Linked DNA regions of Gossypium hirsutum: region 1 is linked to region 2. Evidence: chromatin contacts called from public Hi-C data. All regions are on one chromosome and are shown on one strand. The core of a region is the stretch at or near the end of the contact, and the rest is flanking DNA. Distances in the headings are between cores, read along the strand shown.

Region 1 (3,290 bases), core at 540-3,039, 58 kb before region 2:
TGAATTCTCTTGTAGGCCCTAATGGAATTATATTGAGCTGGACTTCTAGTGGAAATTTTAGTATCAAAGAAGCCTATAATATGCTTACAAAAAATTCGTTAAACCTGCTGGAAGCAAAATGGAAGCTAGCTTGGCTTCAAATGTCCCGCAACGTATTCATAAGTTTATCTGGGTGGTGTTTAAGGATTGTCTCCTTACTAATAAGGAATGGTGTAGGAGAGGCTTCGCTGATGATCCTTCGTTCAAGCTATGCCAAAGTGTTGAAGAATTTTGTCTTCACGTGTTGCAAGATTGTAGCCAAGCTAAAGAAGTGTGGAAGCAGTTAATCCCCAAGAGGATTTCAAACCAGTTTTTTTCTTCCTTGCTGGAGGTATAGTTATCTACCAACTTGAAAAAAATACTTTTGATGTTAATTTTCATGATGTAGATTGGTCCCCTCTTTTTGGCATTGTTTGTTGGAGGATTTGGAAACAACGGAACTTATATGTGTTCCAAGATATCCATTTTAACATATTTAGTGTGATCAACTCTTCGTAGGGGTGGGCAAAGTCCATCAAGCAGGGACAGGCTCCTATAAGAGGAATAGGGTGAATTGAAGTAGGGATCAGATATGGGCTCCTCCGCCTATGGGTTTCTTTAAACTAAACACAGATAGTGCCCGTAATCCGAATTTGGGGCTTGCTTGTTCGGCAGTAGTAGCACGGAATGAGAGGAATTAGGAAGAAATATTGGAAGATGCAGTGTACTTTGAGATGAACTTTGGGCCATCTATGACAGCCTCGAATTAGTTTGGGAGGCTAAATGGATGAACATTATTATTGAAATAGTCCGTGCCTTGGCTATCAAAGGTATCCATGGATATCATAGAGGACATTCAAATAGAGATTTGATTTTGTGTATCCAAGAATTGTATAGGTGGAGAGTGCTCATAAAACAAGTACCTAGAAACGTGAATTATGCTGCTAATATCTTGGCTAATTTGATGAAAGATTATCCTTTTGGCGATCGAATCTTTCATGTGGCTTCTCCTTCGGTTGATGACCAGATTTGCTTTGATAGATGTGTTCGGTTTTTCAATCCGAATTCTACTTATAGTTTGTAATTGATATTGTTTTACTGTTAAAAAAAAGAAAAAGAAAAAGGTTTGAGCAATAAAATTAAGGAATTGAAAATTGATTCCATCCGAAGTGTTTAGATAATTGTTAAAATATAAATCAAGAGATCACAATTATTTGAATCACATTGAGTTTTATTTTTTATTAATTTATAATTAATATTTTTATAATACAAAAATAATTTTAAAAAATTTTATATTTTTAAAAATTATTACATAAAAATTATTAATTATTTTTTATTTACTTAAAATTTAAATATTTTAAAAATTTAAGAAAAAACACTTTAAATTTTATCAAATAATATCTAAAAGTTATATATAAAAAATTTGAGTTCTTCAAAATAAGTTAAAAATTCCAATTTTGACATAAAGAAAATGAAAACAAATCCACAATTAGCATGAAAAAACGAAAACTGAAATAAAACTCATGATTGTTTGACTAGATCAATCAAGATATCGGTTTAAAAAAAGGCATTAGATTAATTGATTCAAACAATAAATCTAGACTTTGTTTATTTTTTAGTACTTTTAATGATTTATTCAATCGAATCAGATGAAATGATTGAACCGATAACCTAATTGATTTAACTACCAATCTAATTTTGAAAAATTATTTAAAAAAATCATAAAAAAAACCCAACAAAATTGCATCCAGCTTAGCTTAAGCCCAACGAACCTGAAAATGCTACCCTCCAAATCCAATTTATCATCTCATCTCCCCCGTAATATTTTACGTTTCCCGCCTTATCAAAAAAATTTCAATTTGTTACAATACTCGAAACTCAATGAAGCATATAGCATAAGAAAACATCAAACACAAACCCTAGCCAAAATCCTCAAAAATGTCTACGTGGCAGATTTTTTCTCATGCCGGAACAAGTTTTCGCTGGGAGGCTTCCCCTCCTATCCTACCGACTAAGCCTGCCGATGACCCGAACGGAGCTCCGGTTCCTCCACTCCCATCCATGGCCGATCTCCTGCTTCAAGGTAAATAGTCTCTCAATCATTTCGCGTCTGTATTTGATTATCGTGCTCTCAAATTCCTTAGATCCAACGCAGGATGTTCGAAGCTTATTGAGAATGGAGATGGAGAATTCGAGAAATATCCGATGTTCAGAACCGGATTGGGGAAATCGGTGGCGTTGAAAGAATCTTCAATTGCAAAAGCATTATCTATCCTCGCCAACGACGACGCTGCCTCTACTGTTACTTCAAGTAAAGCTTCTCTCTTTTACTTTCATTTTTTTTGTTTGATAACTATATTCTGCAATTTAGAGAAGAAACTTATGTCATTTGGATAATTTGAAGCTGAAATTAAAACGGGGAAAATGTAGGAATTGAATTTATGTTCGGAATGGTTTTTCTATTTTTAGGAACCAAGGAGCATTGGTTACTAGAACCATTTAATATATTCACTGAGATGATTGTAAAATTGCTGGACCAAGCTCTTTTTTTTTTTTTTTGAACTTATCTGCCACACAGGCAAGCTGATTCCAGCGAACAATGGCTGCGGTAGCTCTCTTTTTCAAACAGGCTCTGGGAAAATGGTTAACATATCTTCAGCTGGTCTGGTCAGAGCTAAGACATTGTTGGGACTTGAACACGATAATGAGAATCACAATTTTGAAGGTTTTCAACATCCAAGGAGGTTACCTGCAACTAATGAACCTTATGACTGCCAAAGGTTTTCTCATTCAGGGAAGAAAGAAGATTTGCAAAATTATGGGGTTATGGATGTTACATCAGAACCAAGGCACATGTTAAACTCTAGGAATGGTTTAGTAGGAGGTGAACTAGGCAGTGAAAATGACTCAACTCCAATGCATTCCAAAATGTTTGATTCAGCTCCCAAGCCACCTCCAATCAAGTTTCATACTGCAGGTGGAAGATCATTGTCAGTTTCAAGTGATGCATTGAAGCGTGCAAGGAGTCTTCTTGGTGACCCAGAGCTAGGAAATATCTTCGGTGAAATGGATCAAGAGGTTCCACCATTTACAGTTTACAAGGAGGAAAATTTTAATGATGCTTCATTAAACAAGGAAAACTGTTTCTTTACTTCATTTCCTGTAAGTAAAGACACATCCAAGGATTTCACATCCCCACTGAAATCATCTTTCAAGCAAACAAGGTCCATATTCAATTCAGAAAATTTAAGGTTTGGGAGTAATTTGATTGA
Region 2 (3,368 bases), core at 324-2,823:
CTCTATGAAAAATAAGAATATTTATTTAGGTCTCAAAATTAATATTTTAGAAAATTTTTAAATTTTTAACTTTATTTATATATTCTTTGGATTTTTTTAAAATTTCTTAAAAAATATGAATTTTGTAAATTTTATAAATATTTTTAATTTTAAAAATCATTTTGAATTTTTGAAAATTATTTTTAATTTTTGTTAAGAAAGAGATCAATTTGTTTATTTTCAAAATTGATAGAAACCAAAAAGGTATTTACACTAATTTGTTATTTGAATTATTTGAATAGTAAAATTCAACTCGACTCGAACTCGAATAACTTGAAATTCGAATTCTTTTTCGATTTTTTCTAATCAAATTGAGTTTTATTCACCCCTAGTCACAAGGTATTAGAAAATTGGAAAGATGGAAAATTGAAGGGCTAAAATATTCAAATGATGAAAAACAATTTTTTTTTCTCTCCACAAGTGTACATGTTTGGTCGGAGGAAAAGAAAATTTTCTTTGCATCCACTTCCAAAGAAATAAAACATTTGAAAATTGTTAAATTTGGAACTAACATACAAATCTCTCATTTTCTCACTTTCCAATTTGGAAAGATTAATTTTTATACATTAAGATGGAAAATGGTATCCTCTTATTTTCTTTCCTCTTATTTTTTTTCTCAATCAATCACACTTAAAATTTATTTTCTTCTACTTTTTCACTCACTCCTCTCATCCTTCAACTTTTTTACTCAACCAAACACATTAACCATAAGGACTAAAGTAGAGTAACGGCTAGAAGAAGAAAATAATAAAAATAGAGAAAATACTTAAGATTACATATTGTTTTTGGAGGTTGACTTGTGACTCAAGGAAGCATGGGGATCCGCTAATTCCCTTTTCTCTTAGGATGGTAAATTAGGCAAGACAGTCTTTGGTGTGTCACTTTAATAGTGCGTCGATTCTTGGCCATTGCAATAATTGAAGGCTGAAAGCTATGTCTTGGAGCTTAATTTTCTACTAATTGTTATATGTAAATGTGTCGATTCTCTTCAACCTATCAGCCTGAATTGGTATAACATTAAACGAACTATTCATGGTTTTCAATAATATCGGTCGAAATATGATAGAAATAAGCAGACAGAGCAAGTCGAGGAAGCAAATGATTCCAATAAAATTTTGAGCAGAGCCTGCTAGTTGTGCTGACAAATCTCCAACCTCCCTCAAGTTAAACAGCTTTCTCCTGTTCCATTATTGGAATTGAGATAAGCTGAATGTGGGTAGAACCACTACCAAAAATGGAGGCACACTGTTGCTTACGGGATAAGGGAAGAGTTCCAAATTGGATAAGTTACTTCCCATTCTAAAATTTTTCGCGATCATTGTAGCATCCACTGGCTTATGAATTTCTGTAGAAGGATAGAAATCAATGGGTTTCTATTTGTTAACTTTGTCATACAAAATACTAGCTAACCAGGAACTTCTAATCAAATATTTTCTTCTTAGGAAGAGTAATTTATCTGCCAAGCATAGTGCGAGTTTTTAGCCTTTGGGCCTAGTTGTTCCATGCTAAGCCTTCGGCCATCGTTGTTTTGTATTGCTGCCTTTGAACCCATATGTACCGTGATAGCTTTGGGCCAAAGAAATGAATTATGTTTGTTCTTGGAATAAATCTTCAAAAAAAAAAACCCACAAATTTATATCCCAGGAAAATATTTTGTACATTGTCATTAGAGTTTTTAGACTCCAAAAATGTCAGGGGATTGACAAATATCTTATAAGGGTATGGTAAAATATTTAAATAAAAAAACACATAAAAAATACATTGTTAGTGTACCAAATTCTAATTCATACTCTTACAATCTTTATTTATGTTGGGGATCGACCCCATTAAGTAACAAACAAGTAAAAAAATATTGAAAAAAATTGAGAAATTGAACACACAAAATTAACGTGGAAAAACCCTCCAAAGAGAATAAAAAACCACATGCAAATATAATTTTACTATAAAGGCAAAAGAACTAATAATACAAAAAATAGAGCTAAAAACTAAACCCCGAAACCCGAAAACAAAGAACCCTCAAAATGTAAACACAAAAATTCTCCAAAAGTGTTATGAGTTCTAATCTTTAATGGATGTATTTTCTAAGATTGTAAAAGAGTCTATTTATAGGCTAAATTTGTAGGTCAAATAATAATAAAATAATCTAAACTAATTAAAGTTCGACTGAAACAAATAAATAGAGTTTAACTGGGAGATTATCTCTCAAATTTGAGTGAAATATGAGTCATACTCAACAAATCTCCACCTTAACTCGTATTTCCACAACGTCATCTTTGCCAAAGCCCGCCACGGGCCTATCTTGAACTATGTAGGGAATTAACGTAGTCGAATCTGTGCTTAGAAGCTTAGTGCCAAATCAAAACTAACCCAAGTTTGATTTATATGAACACAGTACCCTAACTTTTCAAAACCTGCATCTAAAAGAGAACCTCTCTTCAACGAAACGGTCATATTTTTTCTCTCCTATGACTAAGTTGTCTCTACTCCAAACGAGTTGAGTTCAACTTTGTTAAGAACGAAGGATGTTTGGTTTCATTGGTCACTGTAGAACCTTCCAGAATATAAAGACTGTCGATCCTTTTACCTTTTAACAAAACGAGAGCCTCACGAGACACCTTAATGTCGTTTGGCTCAATATTGATTCTGCAACCTTTCGAGTCTAAAATACTCAATGAGATGAGATTCTTTCGTAAATCAGGTATAAGTGTCCTAATCATCCCATCATACATCCTAATTTTAACAGTACCAATACCGATTACCATACTAGATGAATTGTTTCACATGCGCACAACTCCACCTTCAACTGAATTGTATGTGGAGAACCATTCTCTGTTGGGACACATGTGGAAAGAACATCCCGAATCTAGGATCCACTCGAACCTAAGTTCAGAGTTATCGCTCGTTGACACTAACAATAAATCATCACCGCTTTCGTTGGCCAAATTAGCACCAACTACATATTCCTCGTTACTCTCAACAGCGCTTTTATTTTGCAGTTTATAACAATCTACTTTGATGCTATCAAAACAGAAGCTTACTTATCTACCTTGTTATCCGAACCAAACTCATTGTCGAGTTTGTCTTTACTCAACAAATGACCCTTCACATCCTGGAATGAGAGTTTGTCTCTGTCATAAATCAGGGTCTCCTTAAAAGACTTGTATGAAGAGGGTAAAGAGCACAATAATAGCATAACATGAGCTTCATCATCAATTTTAACCTCAACATTATTTAAATCATTCAAAAGAGTAATAAATTAACTAATGTGATCTTTAAGAAGCTCACATTCGTTCATGCGAAACGTAAATATAAGTTGTTTCAACACTAAA

Evidence for each region. A called contact is a pair of places that touch in the nucleus more often than the background predicts.
Region 1: a Hi-C map of leaf shows a contact between it and region 2, with 1.7 times the contacts expected there. The contact joins the promoter of LOC107899592 here to the enhancer-like site in region 2. A contact is called at or near these places in 5 of 34 Hi-C or Micro-C datasets (leaf and petal).

The regions. Positions count from the first base shown.
Region 1 is chrD04:49,327,051-49,330,340 of Gossypium_hirsutum_v2.1, reverse strand. It overlaps LOC107899592 (protein BREAST CANCER SUSCEPTIBILITY 2 homolog B), which reads left to right and starts at 1,789. Exons shown (of 20, transcript XM_016825348.2): 1 at 1,789-2,101; 2 at 2,174-2,329; 3 at 2,597-3,290. The coding sequence starts at 1,957.
Region 2 is chrD04:49,268,561-49,271,928 of Gossypium_hirsutum_v2.1, reverse strand. No RefSeq gene overlaps it. Among protein-coding and RNA genes, the nearest start is that of LOC107899589, 25 kb to the right of the region's middle. Within about 2 kb of position 1,573, at least 1 of the 9 cell types and tissues checked has an H3K27ac peak or open chromatin away from gene starts, as enhancers often do. A contact at or near this core is called in leaf, where this site is marked.